Linked DNA regions of Hordeum vulgare: all the other regions are linked to region 1. The links are chromatin contacts, called in public Hi-C maps. All regions are on one chromosome and are shown on one strand. The core of a region is the stretch at or near the end of the contact, and the rest is flanking DNA. Distances in the headings are between cores, read along the strand shown. Region 1 holds the start of LOC123398579 (kinesin-like protein KIN-5A). Region 2 holds the start of LOC123398768 (ribonuclease II, chloroplastic/mitochondrial). Region 3 has its middle 9.8 kb from the start of LOC123398673.

Evidence for each region. A called contact is a pair of places that touch in the nucleus more often than the background predicts.
Region 2: a Hi-C map of leaf shows a contact between it and region 1, with 3 times the contacts expected there. The contact joins the promoter of LOC123398768 here to the promoter of LOC123398579 in region 1. A contact is called at or near these places in 4 of 6 Hi-C or Micro-C datasets (leaf and seedling).
Region 3: a contact with region 1 is called in a Hi-C map of leaf, with 4 times the contacts expected there. The contact joins the enhancer-like site here to the promoter of LOC123398579 in region 1. A contact is called at or near these places in 1 of 6 Hi-C or Micro-C datasets (leaf) and 1 of 1 datasets of contacts at active chromatin or transcription factors (embryo).

What each region holds. Positions count from the first base shown.
Region 1 is chr1H:26,925,344-26,927,883 of MorexV3_pseudomolecules_assembly, reverse strand. LOC123398579 (kinesin-like protein KIN-5A) reads left to right here and starts at 1,266. Exons shown (of 23, transcript XM_045093062.1): 1 at 1,266-1,559; 2 at 2,229-2,450. The coding sequence starts at 2,281.
Region 2 is chr1H:27,147,234-27,149,773 of MorexV3_pseudomolecules_assembly, reverse strand. It overlaps LOC123398768 (ribonuclease II, chloroplastic/mitochondrial), which reads left to right and starts at 1,272. Exons shown (of 14, transcript XM_045093253.1): 1 at 1,272-1,572. The coding sequence starts at 1,364. TRNAE-CUC (a tRNA gene) reads right to left here and starts at 1,026; the gene lies at 954-1,026.
Region 3 is chr1H:27,065,598-27,068,137 of MorexV3_pseudomolecules_assembly, reverse strand. No RefSeq gene overlaps it. Among protein-coding and RNA genes, the nearest start is that of LOC123398673, 9.8 kb to the left of the region's middle. Within about 2 kb of position 1,262, at least 3 of the 3 cell types and tissues checked have open chromatin away from gene starts, as enhancers often do. A contact at or near this core is called in leaf, where this site is marked.

The sequences.
Region 1 (2,540 bases), core at 17-2,516:
TTAAATGGTTGAATACATCAGGCCTGTGCCGCACAGTGGAGGTTTCTTAGTGCGGGTTCATAGGCGTTTTGCTGATGTGTCACACTAGTTAATGATGAGATAGAGTAGGGTTGTATCTTAGCTAAGGCATGTGCCAATGCTGGTTTCTTAGCGCGATTTCACAAGGCCATGACATGGCATACTAGTTAATGAAGAAAGAGAGTGATGTTGTATCTTACTCCCTCCTTCTCATCTTACGAAAACCAAATAATCCCAAAACACTTAGAGGCACGATGCATTAACTTCCACCTCATTTTTTGTTTTTTGACATAAATAGAGGAATCAACCAATAAGAGTCGTGGGGCGTATATGTTTTTAATGACTTGAGATTAACTAGCACGACATGCAGTGGCCAATTCATTACATGTAATGTTATTAATTAGCAAATTAACATTAATTTCTCTCGTTTTCCACTCCGTCCTGGTCACGGTGCACAAACTAAGATGACTTAGGTCTGTGCCAATGCATCTTCTCTTATCACATTATTATAGAAGCATTAATAATTTAAAATACAACCATGCCAATGCACTGTTTCTTATGAATTGTATCTATATTTAATAGTTTGGGGTAATGCATGCATATGATTGGGCAAGAACTATTTTTTGTTTATGACCACTCTCTTTCTTCATTAACCAGAATGTCATATCAGTAAAATGCCTATAAAACCATGTTAAGAAACTAGCATTGGCACATGCCTTATAAACCGTAATGAAGAAAGTACCAGTGTCCAGTTGTAATGGCGTTATTACGTTGACTAGTCAAGCACACCAAGTCGGTCAAAACTCGAAAGTGAGCTTGAGGTCAACAACAAGCTCGCAGCACCCACTGGGAGTTGGTCCATAATCTATCCATCTGCTGAATTTAAAAACAAAAACTAGACAACCAGGTCCGTGCGTTGTACATTTGGAGTAGATCTTAAAAGGTACCACTAAACGTAGCAATCAAATCCCACCAACGCCCACCAAAACGAAATGCATTCTACAAACGGCAGAGCAGAAGATGGAGAAGAGAAAAAAAGATATTTTTGATTTACCCTCCGCATTCTACAGCGGAGGCAAAAGTAACTGGAACTTAATTAAAAAGCTTTTTAAAAATATAAGCGTCTGCGAGCAGCGGCGCAGTAAAAATGGCGTTACCCGTCCGGGAATCACCGCATTGACGCGGGTTATTGTTGTCAGGATGGCAATGGCGTCGGTATCATCTGATGCATTGTCTGTCTCCAACCCAAAGGCAGAAAAAGAGGGAAAGGAAAGGCAAAGGCAAAGGCAAAGGCTGGGGTGGGACAGATAGAAGAAGCGGGGGGAGGTTGCCATTGATAGAGACCACGAGCTCTCCTCCAAGCCACCGCTCCCCGCTCTGCAGGAGCCTCCTGACCCTGCTGCCCCCTCCCCCCGGATCTCGGCCATTGCCTCTGCCACCTGCCTACCTACTGCTGCTACCACGACCTCACTTGTCTTGCCCCGAGCTCTCCAGCCGCTTGGACTGGATCGCTTTGGTTCGAGCCCCGTCCGCGCGTCAGCGTGAGTGCTCATTGCTCCTCCACCGATTTGCGTTCTTGGCTCTGCTTCTTGATCCTGATTTGGCTCCGGTGCCCCTGCTCCGTTCCCCGCGAGGAAGATCTGGTCACTGATCGACTGCTTATGATGGTTCCGTGGATTCTGCTCCTGCCAAAGGCGCTTGGATTTTCCTCCCGTTCGTGATTTCCGCGAGGTCTCTAGCGCCGCAAAGATCTGTGCTTTTGGCAGCTGGTAGAATGTGACAGATTGTTTCTCTTTCTGCCTTCCATTCCGGGGGCTTGAGCATCATACGCTTTGATATTTTTTTTTTCCCTTTCATGGCATTGCAAAAGGATCTCCTTCCGATTTGGTTTGCCAAATAGCAGCCCAATCCTGCCTCGATTCGCTCCGGTGAATATCCCATCGCAAATGCATCCGAGATTTGCGTCCGCGGCGCCTTTGTCAAGGCCCCGTTGTCTCTTACTGCATTATTACTGTGTGTTTGGGCTCCTAGTGGCCGGCAATTTTGGCTCTTCTTGCTGCTCCTCTGATCTGGCCAAATTTGTCACATTCAGTAATCTTTTGCTTTTTCACTCTGGTTCCTGATCGGCTGGTAGCTGGGCTTTTATGTTTTACAGTTCACCATTCTAGCAATTTACACCTGCATTTAAACGGTTTGGCGCTTGACTGCAGAATTAGGTACCTGCAAAGGGACTAGAGATTGGACTGTTGAGTGGAATTCGGGATGGAGAAGAGGGGTGGCACTCCGTCGCCGTCGCCGAGGTCGACGGAGAAGTCCGGCAAAGACTTGACGAGGTCGGGGGATGCCAACGGCGGCGCGAGCACCGGCGGCAACGCCACCCCGAAAGGCGATAAGGAGAAGGGAGTCAATGTGCAGGTCATCCTTAGATGCAGGTGAGTGAGGAGAGCTCAGCAGTTCTAGTTCAGAAGCTCAGTGCCATGCTGTTTTTTGTGCCCACTCACAGTCTGCAATTTGGTGCATTC
Region 2 (2,540 bases), core at 23-2,522, 220 kb before region 1:
AACTCGTGGGAAAGAGACATTAGCTGGCTCTTACGTGCAAAGTCAATGTCTGAAGTTTTTTTACTCCAAAAGTAGATGAAGCATGTATGTACTCTTGTATTTTGGATTACTCTTGTTTTGGCACATGTTGCTACTCTGATATGTGGCACTACTTTTAGCTATCTACATTGTCCAAAGTTAACAAAATATTATATCAATCATATAGACCCTCTTCTATGGAAACTCCTATCATTTCATCGTAAACATAGACGGGCGCAGCAACGCGCGCCACTCAAGATCTAGTGATTCATATATGCCACCCTCATCTTGGTGTAGCTCATGGCTGAAACATGCACATGAAAGTATCCATCAAAATGCGCCAACATTTTTAGATCATGACATAGGCAATAATGCATTTTGTTTTACAACTTCCTTTGGACTCCTCATCTTGGTGTAGCTGATGGCTGAAACATGCACATGAAAGTATCCATCAAAATGCGCCAACATTTTTAGATCATGACATAGGCAATAATGCATTTTGTTTTACAACTCCCTTTAGACTCGCAAGACAAATTAAACCGTAACGTTATACTCCCTCCGTCCCGAAATTCTTGTTTTAAATTTGTCTACATACGAATGTATCTAGTCACATTTTAACATTTAGATACATTTATTTATAGACAAACCTAAGATAAGAATTATTTGTATGTAGACAAACCTAAGACAAGAATTTTAAGACGACGGAGTACCATGGATGATACTTTTGTGGTTAGCTCCTAACACAAGTAAGAATTCGAATTACAAGCGTGTCAAACGAAAGTGTGCGCTGCTATATTAGCATCACACGAGCAATGTTGGAATGAAACCAAAACCAAATCGATTCAAACTCTTTTAAAACAATCGGCTAGAATATCACTGAAATTGGGCTCTAGATCCCGGGTATACCGAAGACCCTTCCGCATCGTGACAAAAAATTCCGTCGCCGGGACTTGAACCCGGGTCTCTCGGGTGAGAGCCGAGTATCCTAACCACCTAGACTACGACGGATCTTGTGATGCCGTTCGTAATAATATTTGTACCACATCTTCCCTCGGCCTTAATCACCTGATCGCCAGCCTAGCTAGACGCTCGCTCGGGCCGAAACGGTGCGCTACACACGTTACGAAAGCATCACCCACTAACCAGCGCCGGCCCATGGATCCCCGCCAGGAGAGGCCCAGGCCCAGTCGGCCGCCGCAGCAGCAGCAGCCTCGCCTTCCTTCCTCCCTCCACTCGCGTGGGGAGCCGCTCCCTCCCTCCCTTATCGCCAGAAACCCCCGGCCGGAGCAGCGGCGAGCAAGGCTCACCGGCGGCCCACCTCCCTCAACCGCGGGCGCGCGCGCAGATGCGGCCGTCGCCCATGGCGGCGCGTGCGGCGAGCGGGTGCTCCTCCGCGGCCCTGGCCTTCTTCCGCCTGCGCCCCCTCGGCCGCGCCGCCCGCCTGGCCCCCGCGGGCCGCTCCGCGTTCGGCGCCACCGCCGCCTGCCGGGGCCGCCTCGTCGACTCCGTCCTCCAGGAGCTCCGGTCCCGCAGGCGGGTCCGGGTCTCCGCGAGGTAATGCCCCCTTTCGCATTGTAGGAAGGAGCTCGGCTGCCTCCTCTCTCTGCCCTGCCTCCCTCGCCGCCGTCGCCCGTCCATAGCAATCCCGCCGCGGACGTGCGCCTCCCGGTGCGCAGCCTCCACGCTGCTCCGTCCCGATGTGCTATGCTGCCACTGCCCGCTGCAGTTTCGCGTGTCCGCTGCTTGTAGAGAATCGAGCGCGGGATCAGGGTATCGAACTTTGACCTCGCTCTCGTGATCATGGACGGACCCTTGTGCATGCGGTAATGATGGTTTGTGAGTAGGAGGAACCCGGTTTGCAGCAATTGTTCTAGGTAGATTTGCTTTATGCAATTTGTTCTGCAGTGCATTACATGTGGAGATTTTGTCGTGGAACTGTAGTAGGCCAATGTAGTGGTCTCCAAAACCATTTTATGTGGGAAATGCACTGCCACGCTGTCCGTTGGAAATGGTAATGGTGTAAGGACTCTAGCTAATTTCACATCGGCAATATGGAGGTTCCCTTTTTCAATCGAATTGTGGAATGAGAAAATTGTAGAACGTACTGTCACATTGACAAGAGCATTACATGACAACACAGACACGATTGCGGGTTAACCCACCCCCACCGGACGCACACTACAGGGTCACACTTGCTAGATTACCTCCACCTACAATCTTCCACTAGCGGTACTGATCCTTAATCTTGCCCACGATTAAGCTAGAAGAGCCTTGTTCTTGAACCCACACACATGTTTCCTTTAGCGCCAGACAGAATGGATGGTGCACAGGATCACCAAAATGTAGCCCTTCCTGAATGTAGCTGAGACAGCGTTTTTTGGCACCAGTCCACCTATCGAGAATCGTTGCATCAGGGCCAGGGTCAAGGTGTTGGAACCCGAGCCATTGCAGGAACAGGAACCAAATTCCTCTCGCGTAGATGCACGGCCAGTCTTGAGAGCACAATGGGCACACTGACTGGT
Region 3 (2,540 bases), core at 13-2,512, 140 kb before region 1:
ATAAGCCTTCAACAAGAGAGGCCAAGACAAACAAGGATCTTCAAAAAAGTGTCTCCGATTCCAAAACAAGCCTTCACCAAGAGAGGTCAAGGCAAATAAGGGTCTTCAAAAAAGTGTCTCCGATTGCAAGATATTTTGCCAACCTTCGAGAGCCAAGACATGCATCCAAAAATAACTTTAACATTGTCTACATAGCAAACAAAAAACCAAGAACAAGAGGTTAAGAACTAGCTTCATCTCTCTAACACTACATCAACTCACTAGAGGATCAATATCCTAGGTCTAAGAAGAGAACAATAGCTTTGTAGATCCAACTAGATATAGCTTTCCTTGTATCAACTACTTTGTAATGAATCAAGTCTTGGGACGACTTATCAAATATTACTAAAAAAACTAAATAATTTATTAATTCATGCAGAGCGGCGGACTACCTGCTAGTTTGTTTTATATGTCAGAGCAAACGGGGCCTGGAATAATGGATGTTTGAGTTTGCCGATGCTATGTTGAGTTAGCAGATTCAGGAGCTTGTGCCAGAGTTTATGTACTTTATGCTGTCAGTTCCACTGTTTTAGCTTGTTGCATACATGTGAGAAATGTATTTGCAGTATGATTTTTTTCTGCTTTACTTCATATTGAAGATTCAACTATTTTTCCTCATGATGTAGGTAAAGGTACGACCAAGATTTCACCGAGTGTGAATTTTCGCTTTGGTCGGCAGGACACCAACACCGCCTCCTGTGATAGAGGAGAAGGAATCAAAGCATCTTCTCGAGAAAAACTTCTTGCTCTTGTACACTGTGGTGTGCATTCTTCTCCAGTTTTGGTGCCCTCTATTCCTCGTACTTCTCTGCCATACTAAAGATGCCAGGAAACCAAGCTGCAACCATTACTGTCATGCGCTGCATGGTAGATTTCCATGCAATTCTGTTGTTGCGAGAGTTCTTAAGAAGAAGAAATTAGTTTGGGAATGCTTGGATTCACTTCACAAAACTAATAGGATGGGGGAGAGGGGGAGGCGTTGAGGCCATGGCGCCCATGGAGCGGGGAGAGAGGTGAAGGAAGAAGGGAGAAAATGTCACGACCCGGGTCTCATCCATTGATAGCTCACATGGTACAGCAAGATTTGGTTGAGGAAGAGAGGTACAGGAGGTGGAAGGAGAAGGTAGGTGAGATGCAGAGAAAACAGAGAGATGTTCAGAGTCAATTTCTTCACACCCCACACGCTGGCCAACGGTGCCCCTTTATATCACACACGTAACCACGCTCTTACATGTGGGTTCACGGTCCACAACACCAGCTCACGGAGCCATCCAACTTGTGAATCACGCCGGTGCTTGCTCGGTCTGCCTGCTGGATCTGGCTTCTTCAGGGACAAGCGACCCAGGTTCCGTCCTCAGGTTTTTTCCACTGTTTTGATCCTAGGGGTCCAAGTTAATCATATAACGAACTTGTTTCGAAAGAATTTCACGTTTTGATCCTTTTAAAATGTCATAGGCCGTGGCGTTGCAGCCCTAAATAGAAACGTCTGTCTATTGTGGCGTTCCTGGACATGCATGAAACGCCTGTCTATTGTGGCGTTTCTGGCCGCGTGCGAAACGCCAGCCGCTGTGACGTTGCGGGCCCGACATGAAACGCCAGGCACCATGGCGTTTCTTACCTTTATAATTTGCCAGCCCGACCCCGTCGGCCACCAACCTCCTTTCTTCTCTCTCTGGTTCGTTTCTTTGGCGAAAAAAGCTCTCCCTCCTTCTCCAGATCCCCCCTTCGATCTCCCTCCTCCCTCAACCGTTTTGTTGGTTCTTTGGGGCAAATCGAAGAGGCCGTAAGCTCCTCCAATCCCTTCAATTAGTTTTTGCAATGATTTTGTATTTGTGTAGATTTTTTTTTGCACTAGGTGTAATGTATGTTTTGAAGTAAAAACTTTTTTTTTGATGGTTAATAGGTGTAGTTTAGGGTGGTTCTAGGTCTAGTTTATGGTGGATGTAGGTATAACCTAGTTGTACTTCATATTATTGATATTAGATGAATGCCTAGGTTTAGTTCATATTAGTGGCATTCGGTGAATGTGTAGGTTTAGTTCATATTAGTGGCACTAGGTGAATGCCTAGATTTAGTTCATACTAGTGGTAGTAGGTGAATGCGTAGCTTTTTTGGCACAGTAGTTTAATCCCTAGATTTAGTTCACACTAGTTTAATGTCTAAAAGAATTTTGTTCATATTATGTAGGATGTTTCAGCCGGATAAATATCCGGGACTTGATGAGTTCTATGAGCAGAAGCATCGTGCGATGCTGGTTGAAAGAGGAGAGGTAATTATGATGGTCTTGATGATTATTTTTCTATATTCTATGATTTTCATATTGTGACAAATTATGCGTTTGTTGATTTAGGTTCCTCCAGTACTTCGTTTGAGGGGGCACAACCCGAATGAATCTCTGCTATATGACCCTCGGTACGAGCCTTATTTTAGAAGAATGGATCTTCTTCAGTTTGTGCTCAACTTTAAAGGCACACCACCATGGTTGAACGCCACGGCCCTTA